Regions from separate parts of the Sus scrofa genome. Here all the other regions are linked to region 1. The links are chromatin contacts, called in public Hi-C and HiChIP or PLAC-seq maps. All regions are on one chromosome and are shown on one strand. The core of a region is the stretch at or near the end of the contact, and the rest is flanking DNA. Distances in the headings are between cores, read along the strand shown. Region 1 holds the start of SMC1A (structural maintenance of chromosomes protein 1A). Region 2 holds the start of HUWE1 (E3 ubiquitin-protein ligase HUWE1). Region 3 holds the start of KDM5C (lysine demethylase 5C).

Region 1 (3,486 bases), core at 495-2,994:
ACAGACAGCCTACTGGGGAGTAGATGGGAGGAATCCATGGTGTATCATTTAGAGATGGAGAATTTAGATATGAAATAGAGGCCTTATCTGGCTACCCCTCCTTTTGGCTTTCCTTCCCTTCTCTTTTCTTTTTTACTTTTCCACCCAGTTTTAATTTGATATAACTAACATGCAACATTGTATTAGTTTCAGGTGTACAACATGATTCTGTATTTGTATATATTACAAAATGGTTGCCACAATAAATTTAATTAACATCGATTACTGCAGTTAATTTTTTTTTTGGTCTTTTTTTTTTGCCTTTTCTTGAGCCGCTCCCGCGGCATATGGAGGTTCCCAGGCTAGGGGTCTAATCTGAGCCGTAGCCATCGGCCTACGCCAGAACCACAACAACGCGGGATCCTAGCCGAGTCTGCGACCTACATCACAGCTCACGGCAACGCCGGATCCTTAACCCACTGAGTAAGGCCAGGGATCGAACCGGCAACCTCATGGCTCCTAGTCGGATTCGTTAACCACTGAGCCATACCGGGAACTCAACCTCAGTTAATTTTTTCATGTGATTTTTTTAAAAAAAAGATCTCTCTTAGCAACTCTTAAATATGCAATACAGCATTGTTAATTAATGACCACTTTTTCTAAAGAGCTATCCAACTGATTCTATCATATTGTCACTGAATTACATCAATCTAATTTCCTGGATAGCACTTATCACAGCTGAAAAATAACTTATTTTCTCCTTTATTATCATCTGTCCTCTCTGAAATGTAAGTTCCCTGAGAGCATGGTTTATTCTAGTCTCCACTGTTTCCACAGAACGTTGATAGAATAACTCTTTATAAAACAGTAATAAGCATTGACTAAATTTGACGAGCAATTGAGTTCTGACTTTTGACGGTTTCAGGGGTAGGAAAGGGGTGAATTCGAGACATCCCCACCTCTCAGATGAGGGTGGGGGCTAGAGACCCCAAAGCACTCCGTAGACGCGAGCGCTGAGTCCGAAATTCAAAAGTGCCGCCTCTGGAGGAGGGTTTTTTTATTATTATTAAAAAGGGGGGGGGATTGAAGTGTACCAATGAGAGGCGGGAGGGGGCGCTGGGCTGAAGCAGAAGTATACCGTTTGGGCCGGAGGCCACGGGAGGGCTACCACAGTCCCAATCTTCCGGAGGGTTCAAACAATACGCTGAGGCCGGATGCAGCAGGTCGGGCGAGGAACTGCGTGGCCAGCGACTGGCAGCCGGCTCGGGACGCGCCACTTTTGGCGGGAGGGGGCAGTGGGCGGGGTAACGTTGAGTTCGGCCCGTACCACTCCGGCCCGGGCGGGGGCCGCGCAAAGAGCGGGCAACTGACACCTGGGGGTGAGGTTCGAGTCAGAGCACCCAAGGAGGGAAAGCGGGTCCGGGTCGAAACCCCTCAGGAGGGCAAGGAACCCGTTAGGGTTCGCAACACTTCTGGTTGCACAGGCTGGGTTGTACTACTCTGCTGCCGGATAGGGGGTCCAGGCTGGGACGTGCGCAGGGCCGCAGCCGGGCTTATCTCACCAGAGCCATTGGGTCCAATGATGGCGGTGAACCTCTGAAATGGTCCGATAATCTGTCGACCCTTGTACGACTTAAAGTTCTCGATCTCAATCAGCTTCAGGAAACCCATGACCGTGGCGGCGCCGGCAGCGGTAGGAAAGGCCGCGCCGTACGCCCGCGAACTGGGATAGCCCGCGCGGGAAACACCGCAGTGCAGGCCGGGCGGAGGGCAAACCTCGCGAGAATAAAGCCAGGCCTAACAGGATTTTCGGCTTCCGGCGCGGGCGGGAAACAGGGGCGGGGCCATCAAGCTGACGTAGAGGTTTCGTTGATCCTTTGCCAGGGCGCGAGATTATGACAGGCGTCTGGGCCCCACCCCCCCTTTCTTGTTACGTGGCAACAGAAACCGCCGCCGCTGCCTACACAGTTGCAGAGGAGGTGTCTGGGAGGAGTCTGCAGCTTTTGGGATCCCGAGAAGCTGGCAAACGGAGCCAGCGCTAGCAGAGACGAGTCAGAAATCACAGCAGGGTTATGCCCTCCAGGGCAAGAAGGTGGGAGCTGGGCTGTGGCTTTTGTCTGGCAGGCGCGAAGGCTTAGACAAGAACCCAGTCGGGAATTTGGAAGGGCCCCAGAGAACGGAGGGCTGTACGTGGGGAAGGAGAGGCCAGAGGGTTAGAGGAGCTCAGATCTTGCTGAGAATGAAGTAGAGTTGGAAGTGGAGTGGGGTGGGATAGAGTGTGAAGGGGGATGGAGGGTGAATGTATGGATATGAGGGTACTCTGGAGCGACTGGGTTATGGGCTGGGGAAAACTATAAATGGCCAGAGGTACTGCTCCGTCCCCTGCTTCCCTCCCGTTTCCCCAAGCAGGGTTCAGCGACTGCCGCTGTAGCCCAAGAATAGTCTTGGACCCGAGTCACTTGCTGACTGCTTGAGCCTAGCCCCAAACTGAGAGCTTCAAAATTGGGACTCCTAGCTGAGAAAGGTATTTTGTGTGAACCCCTGGGAGTCAGGGTCCCTAAGCCAGTGCTCTACACCTCTATCCTTCTTCCCTTCTCTCCACTTCACCTCTCTCTCTCTCCATGCCTCACCCCCATCCCATCTCCTCCCCTCTATCCCTCTCTGCCCCATCCCTTGCTCCCTCCCTTCCTCTTCTGTTCTCCACCTCCACCCCATCAACTGCCTGTTGCCCTTCTTCTTTTCCCCCTCTGTCCTCTTCCCCTTTATGTTTCCCATCTTTTCTACCCCTCTTCTCCATCCCTCACCCCCCCCCATCACCTTATACCTGCTAATAACTAAGCCATGGCTTTATGAGTCCAAGAAGCTGTCTGTGGGATCTTCCCCTTCAGTGTGACCTTATATCGTGGTAACAGATGAGTAGGCTGGGGTTGGTGCTTAGACTTAGACATGGAAAGGGTCTGGTGGCTGCCATAGCCATTCCTGTAACTATTTTTTAAATGATGCCTGGGGGGAGTCCCCATGTGGGGCAGCCCCCGTGTGGGGCAGCAGAAATGAATCCAACTAGGAACCATGAGGTTGCAGGTTTGATCCCTGGCCTCGCTCAGTGGGTTGAGGATCTGGCGTTGCCATGAGCTGTGGTGTAGATCACAGACACGGCTCAGATCTGGGGTTGCTGTGGCTGTGGTGTAGGTCTGCAGCTGTAGCTCTGATTAGACCCCTAGCCCATGATCCTCCATATGCCGCAGGTGCGACCCTGAAAAGACAAAAGACCAAAAATAGAATAAAATAAAATAAAATAAAATAATGCCTGAAGGCTGAGAAGAGTCAAAGTCTTAAGGACAAGTCCAGGAAAGTGAGAAATCTTGGTTGAGTGAGAAAGCTTGGTTGATGGGAGAAAATCATGATTAGGCTGAAGGGATAAAATGACCAAAGGACAGCAATCTCATATCACTTCCTGTCAATTCCATTTAAGATGAACTGGAGCTTGGAGAAAAATCAAATTGGATC
Region 2 (3,486 bases), core at 606-3,105, 240 kb after region 1:
ATATCGTTAGTTCTAGCTCCAAAGCCACTAATTTTAACTCCTGAGGCTCTACCTTGGCACAACCAAAAGCTTCAATAAAGTGGTTTTCTCCAAACAAAGGAGTCTGCCCTCAAAGGAAAATTCAAGCTTCCAAGGGGGGGGGGGGAATGCGTGCTTGAAGCTTTTAATATGGCAGTTTTTCCACCTCTAGCCAACAATATTTCTCCAATAAATCCAGGATTCCAATCTGGCTCGATTTGTGGGCTTTCCTATTCTAATGCATTGTTCTGTCTATTCTAATTTATATATTGTTCCTTTAGAGTACACTTTAATAGCTGGTAGTACAAATACCCCCATCTTTACTTATCTTTAAAATATTTTCTCGTTTATTCTTTGCCATCTTTTTTCTGGATGAACTTTAGAATCATATTAAGTTCCAAACACTTGGTATATTTATTGAAATTGCATGAATTGTGTAAATCAACATAGGAAAAATGGACACCACTACAAAATTAAGCCTTCTTATCCAGAAGCATGGTATTCCTTCACCATGTATGCAAACGTTCTTTCATTATATTCCTCAATAAAGTTTTGTGGGTTTACTTCTAGGTATTTTTATTCGTTTTTCTTGCTATTGAGAATAGGGTTTTTTTTTTGGTATTAAATTTCCAAAATGCTTATTGCTTATAGATAGGAAGACTATTGATATTTGCCTGTTTACTTTTGCAATCGGACAAATAAAAAATAATTTCAACTTCGCTAGTAATCAGGTAAATGCAAATGAAAACAATGACATACCATTTTTGCCCTTTAGACAAAATTACAAAAATTGATAATTCGTGTTGGCACAACTGTGGAAAAATGGGCACGCTCGCACAACATTGAAGAGTGTAATTAGTATAGCCTTTGGGGAAGGCAATTTGGACAAATCTATCAAAATTCAAAGTGCATATACACTTTGACCCAGCGATTACTCTTCTAAGAATTTCTCCCACAGAAATACACATGTGCATGATATATAGATATATATACATATATATGTATATATACAATCCCATTTATTATAGCATTGCTTGTAATAGCCCCCTCCCTCCCCCAAAAGGGAAACAAGCCAATGTACATCAATGGGGAAATGATTAAATAAACTGTAGTACAATCATACAATGCAGCTGTTTATAAATGAGATAAATTTAGATTCCCTGATATAGGAAAATCTACAAGACGTATTAAGTTTTTAAAAAGCTGTTAGCCGAAATGAATGTGTGCGTGTGTGTGTAGTACCATTTATATACCAAAACATACATATACGACGCCTAGTAGTTACCCGCGAAGCCTGCTTGCCAGCCCCTCACCTTCCCCCTTCTCTGAGGCCGCCTTCCTTTAACCCCTGAGAGAAACGCAGAAGGCCCGGCCTTTACTCCCTCTCTAGGGCCACTTGGCCAAGACTAATGCCGGTACCTCGCATCCCCACTGTCCGCCGCTCTCTCGCCGCGCTGCCAGCCGCTGCCCGGGCTGCCCCCGAAGATGCGGCGAGCCTTCCACTGGCGCCGGCCGAGGCCTGGGGGAGGGGAGAGAAGGCGGGGTTTGAGGGAGGGCTGAGGCAGGCCGCCGGGCCCCTTCACCAGCCTCTCCCGCAGGCTCCCCAAGGCCGCCACCTCCGCGTCTCCGCGCAGGGTCCCGTGGGAACAACCCCCTGCGAGGAGCCGAGGACGGCCGCGCGAACAGAGCCCGCCCCTCAGCCCGGAGGAAGACGCTCACCTCGGCGGCAGTAGCTCCGCGGGGCCCGCAGGAGCGTGCCGAGTCCGCGGCCCTGCTTTAGACCTGCTCCCCTCGCTCGCCCTCCGCCGAAAACCTCCCCCCGCTGGCTCTCCTCACACTCGGCCTGAGGCTCCGCCCCCCGCTCGAGTAGCCCCGCCTCTGCCACTTGGGAGGGCGCTCCCTCCGCGGTGAAGCCGGGTTCCCTGCAGGGGACCGCGCCTGAGCTACTCCAGGCTCAGTAAACGCAGCCAAAGAGGATAGTAGTGTCGCTAAGGAATTGGGATTTGATTCGAGGCATGGTGGAAACCGCTGAAGGGTGATATGATTTGATTTGATTTACATTTAAAAATTAATCTCCAGCTGCCTAGTGAAGAATGGGGGTCAAGAGGGCGAGTGGGGACACAGTGTGGAGGGCAGGAGACGTCGGGGGCGCCTACCACAGTGAGTTTACAGGGGCAAACCCTTACAACGCTTACTTCAGGCACGTACTGAACCCTCAGTAAGAAGTCTCTCTTTTTCTTCTTGGTATTTTTTGGGGTGACAGTGCAATTGGCAAAGAGCTTATAGAGGATCTGCATTTGTGAACGCGTAGGAATAAAAATCTGTTAGGAGTTACCCCATTAACCATGCTTCATCTGGGGTGCAAAATGAAATTGGAGGGTGAGAAGGGAAGGGAGCTTTGAGTCAAAACTAGATACTTTGGTAAGGCTTGAAGTTTTAACAAAAAGTATGTATTAACTCAGTATTTTAAAGTATACAGACAAAATCACTATCTGATGTACTACTGACACATAGAGGAAATAAAAATTTTAATTGTACCCTCCGGTTCTAATTCCAACACTTTCAGAGCAGTGGTTCATGCACCAAATTGAGAATCTGATGAATGGATCTACTGCCTGCCAAATATATTTACACAAAATTTTGTGTATAATCTCAGCTTTATGGAGGCCCCTTTGAGATAGCTCGGACCATTAAATATTCTTACAAGCTATTTTTAATGGGTGAATGTTATTCTATTATAATGTTAATTATTTATTTAAGCAATCCTCAATGCCAGGTTTTTTGGTTTTTTTTTTTTTTTTTGCCAAGCAGCTGGTGGCATGTAGGAATTCCTGGACCAGGGATCAAACCCACCCCACAGCAACAACCCAAAGCTGCTGCAGTGACAATGCCACATCCTTAACCCCCTGTGCCACAAGAGAACTCCAGGTCTTTTTTAATTATAAGAAATACATGAAATTTGATGTAACTAAATATTTGCATATTTCTGAGACTTCTCAAGGAGAAATTTGTAGAAATAAAGTAGCTAGGGTCAAAAGGTCACTCCCCCCAAACATAGAATAGGCTCTCTAGAACAGTTAACAATAAACAGTCCCACCAGAAATATATTAGAATTCCAGTGTATTCAGATATTCCTATACCTTCACCAATATCGCTATTATAGTTTTCAAAAAACCTTTTAATTTAATGCACACTTTGTTTTTTTATTTTATTGGAGTATAGTTAACTTACAATGTTAGATTAACTTCAGGTGTACAACAAAGTGAATCAGTTATACATATACATGTATCCATTCTTTTTTAGATTCTTTTCCCATATAGGCCATCTCAGAGTATTGGGTGATTTCCCTGTGCTATGTAGTAGGTCCAACAAGGACTTTGATTTTAATTCCAATCTCTCACAGCATCTGCATTAATTCTAGCTAACGCCTAACCTTTAAATTTTTCTGTCGATTCCTAGGCCTCGGAA
Region 3 (3,486 bases), core at 691-3,190, 200 kb before region 1:
AGCACCAGAAAGCACCAAGCTGAATAAAAAGGCCTGTGGTGCCCTCCTCAGGTGGCAGTGAGGTTTCCCATCCGGTTTCAGCCAGGAGACACCCACTCAAAAACACCCTGTTCCAGACAAATTCAATTCCTGCCGGTGGAACCCCAAGCGGTGACTGAACAACATATATCCTTTGCCCTCCATGCTAGCAAGGTGGCAGCCTATCCTAGCCCCTGGGGGACTCCTCCTGGCCTGAAGCCAGGCCTAGGAGCAAAGATATGCCCTCTGTTCCTGACCTCTAGGAATCAAGTGTTTTAAAGGAGGCAGACTTCCATAGGTCCATTCTGTTTCTGGGAGACCAAGAATAGCTTATCCTCTGGGACTTCCTACATCCTGGGACAGATCCGAGTAGAAATCATACCCCACCCCAAGCTGACTGATCCAAGACTCTCCATAGAAGTCAAGCCTAGAGAAGTGATGTGCAGGAAGGGCCCAGATAGCACCTTCAACTGGGAAAAGAAGGGGACAATTCCCTGAACCATCTCAAGGGAGCCAGACAGAATATTCCCTGTGAGACAGATTTCCTGACTGGTCTACCAGGCCAGAATATTATCATATATAGACTGAAATGGCCTGGCACGGTTTGAATAAATATGAGTCAACCCACATAGGAGCAAACCAATGACCACATCAAACACCTTCACAGTCACAATAATTACCACTTATCTAGTACCTATTACACACAGACGCTACCTAGTTTCATCCAATTCTCGAAATAAGCATTCACGGGACCTATTTCACAGGCTCTGAGAGATTACGTTACTTGTCCAAGGTCACACAGCTGGTAAGCCGCAGAATGGAGTTTTGAACTCAGAGCTGTGATCTTCCCACTACACCACGCTGCCTGCCTTAAGAGAAGTGATACCAGTAAATAGGAAAAAAGCCTTATTTAGTGCAGCCTTGACCTAGGCAGTTTGGGATAACCAAGAGATGTGCGGGGAGCCTCTCCGTGAACTCTCCCCGGGCCACTAAGCATCCCTGTCTTGAATCTCACTGATTCTGAAGGGCGAGGTGGGAGTGGGGGTGTGGGTCTCTGACTAGGGGCCCTCAGCTCACGAAAGGACCCCTGGCCCCAGTACCCTTTCTCCCACCTGCGTCGCATCCACAACGGTCCCGGCCACCCTATCTCCTCACACTTCAAGCTGCCCTCCGCCCCAAAACTTCTCCGCCCGCTATCCTAGTTCTTCATCCCCGGCCTGTCCGCCCGCAACCACCAGCCCAGGGCCTTACCGCGGGTGGGCGGATCTTGCAAATGCCCGACTTCTCGGCGATGGGCCTGATTTTCGCGATGTAGCCGAGAGGGTCTCGGAACTCCGCCCAGCTAGGCTCGAACACTGGGCACTCCGGCGGCGGTAGGAAGTCGTCTGACCCCGGCTCCATGGTGGGTCTTAGGACTGGAAGGCTCGGACCGCCCTTAAGGGCTCATGGCGGACACCGCTGTATGAAGCCGAGGCACTGCTCGGAGACTAGGCCCTAAGCGGGGCGGCCGCCGCCCGCCGAGGGCCCAGGGGGCGTGTAGCTGCCACGCTCTCAGAGGCTCAGGCTGACGCTACGGCTATTGCCTCTTCGTCTTGCTCCGTTCCTTCCAAACTGTACCGCTGCCTCCCAACTACCGCTGCCTTCGCCACCACAGTTACCTCCCAACCGCCGGGGCCTTCATCGCCGCCGCCGCCATCTTGGTTTGTCAGCGTCTCCCCCCTCCCCTCACCACAACAAACCGAATCCCTCCGCGGGATGGCCCTCCGAGCCTCGTCTATCTTGCGTGAGACCGAGCCCTAGGAAGCCTTTATCTCCTGGGGACTGAGCTGAATAGGCAGGCGTGGGTTCCCTATCAGGAAGCGGGAACTCAAAAGTGACTCCCAGACTGAAAGAAAATAGTCCGCCTCAGCGGCGGAGGAGCAAAGTTGTAAATAACTGCCGGATCCTCTTTCCGGATGGACCGGCGGTGCACGTTTAAAGGCCAGTGGTGCGCATGCGCGTTATAAAAGCAAACCGGAAGAGGAGCTGGCGTTGGTGGGTGGTGGACCCAAACTGGCACCTCCTCGATGACCTCAGCCCTGGAGCGAGCCCCGCCCCAACATGTTCTCCTTCTCCCGGGTCTTTCCGGTGTGAGCCACAGTGGGCGGCTTCGGGCACCTGATTGCAAGAGGCCCTTTTCTGCCGGTCGGCAGGGTGGGAAAAATGTACAGAGCTCCCAGCTTTAGGAGCTGATAGCTCTAGGGCTTTGAAACAAGAAAGCCGGGAGGCTGCTCCCTTCCCAGGGATTGCGGATTTTTAGAATCCTGGGTCCCGAAGAGAGGAAGGAAATATTTATTTTGTCCGAGTTTGCGTGTAGATGGGGCTCTCAGAGATGGGGCTTCCATTTCTCAACCCCAGAGTCATTGTCAGCATTTTAATGAACACTTTCAACTGTTCTGTATGCGCTTTTATTGTGTCCGTATTTATGACATATCCCCCTACAAAATAGTCTGAGAGTATTATATATATTTTAACTATCGAATTTTAGCAACAGTATATTTATCACCTACCAGTGCCCACCGTGGGAAGCACTTAGTGTTTGCCCATTTGGGAGCCTACAGTGTACTTAGCAAATATTTGGCAAGGGGGTTTTATTTGTTGTATACAGTTCCTGTCATGAATTTGAGTACCTACTATGTGTACATGTTTGTGAGCGGTTTCTGAGTAGGTTTATTATTAACTACTTTGAGTATCAAACCAGTACTTAGCTCATACATCAGGCATCTACTGCATTTGAGGGTCATCAAGTTATTCATCAGTTGTGGGCCTACAGTGTACAGCTCGAACACCTACTGTGCACATATTAGAGTGCTTGTGTACATGCTGATTAAGTGCTTATTTTGTGTTCCCCATCTGACTGAATTCCTTAAAGGCAGGGAATATGTGCCCTTATACATCCTTAGCACTTGACATGGCAAGCAGAAAGTTAATGTTGAGTAAACAAAAGAAAAATGAATATATTTTTGAGCAGCCTTGGTATATATTGAAAATACTATATATTCTTTTCAAACATTTCCCATGTATATTTAAGCTTCTGCTGTAAGCTTGAATATGTTTGAAGAAGGTGGAGAGAGTCATTTCTTCATTTAGTTAACTGTTCCTAATCAGTTAGGTATATATCATATTGCCAACTCAGGACTGAGGTAAGGGTATCCTCTCCGAAGGAGCAGGGAACATTGGTAGGAGCTCACATCCTGGGGTCCCACCAGCTCTGCCATTTTTAGTTATGTGACCTTGGTAAGTCCCAACTTCTGAAACCGAATGATGTTGTATGGGGCTGATAACACCTACCTTGTGGGATTGTCATACAGAACCTGGCATTGAGAAGGCCCTCAGTATCTGTAAACTGTTATTTTTATTTCTGAGAGTTGACAAACAATATGTCAAAACTCATTAAGAATCTCCTTTGTGCTAGGCATTGTGCCCCAT

What was found. Hi-C and Micro-C count contacts between places; a contact is called where the count stands out from the background. HiChIP or PLAC-seq counts read pairs in DNA pulled down with a chosen protein or histone mark.
Region 2: a contact with region 1 is called in a Hi-C map of skeletal muscle, with 7 times the contacts expected there. The contact joins the promoter of HUWE1 here to the promoter of SMC1A in region 1. A contact is called at or near these places in 2 of 47 Hi-C or Micro-C datasets (heart right ventricle and skeletal muscle).
Region 3: a contact with region 1 is called in an H3K27ac HiChIP or PLAC-seq map of alveolar macrophages. The contact joins the promoter of KDM5C here to the promoter of SMC1A in region 1. A contact is called at or near these places in 1 of 5 promoter capture datasets (liver), 2 of 47 Hi-C or Micro-C datasets (heart right ventricle and liver) and 1 of 2 datasets of contacts at active chromatin or transcription factors (alveolar macrophages).

The regions. Positions count from the first base shown.
Region 1 is chrX:46,200,388-46,203,873 of Sscrofa11.1, forward strand. SMC1A (structural maintenance of chromosomes protein 1A) reads right to left here and starts at 1,745. Exons shown (of 23, transcript XM_005673650.3): 1 at 1,542-1,745. The coding sequence starts at 1,650. RIBC1 (RIB43A-like with coiled-coils protein 1) reads left to right here and starts at 1,826. Exons shown (of 7, transcript XM_021080609.1): 1 at 1,826-2,503.
Region 2 is chrX:46,442,460-46,445,945 of Sscrofa11.1, forward strand. It overlaps HUWE1 (E3 ubiquitin-protein ligase HUWE1), which reads right to left and starts at 1,856. Exons shown (of 85, transcript XM_013986152.2): 1 at 1,738-1,856; 2 at 1,438-1,537.
Region 3 is chrX:46,001,275-46,004,760 of Sscrofa11.1, forward strand. It overlaps KDM5C (lysine demethylase 5C), which reads right to left and starts at 1,941. Exons shown (of 25, transcript NM_001097433.1): 1 at 1,270-1,941. The coding sequence starts at 1,419.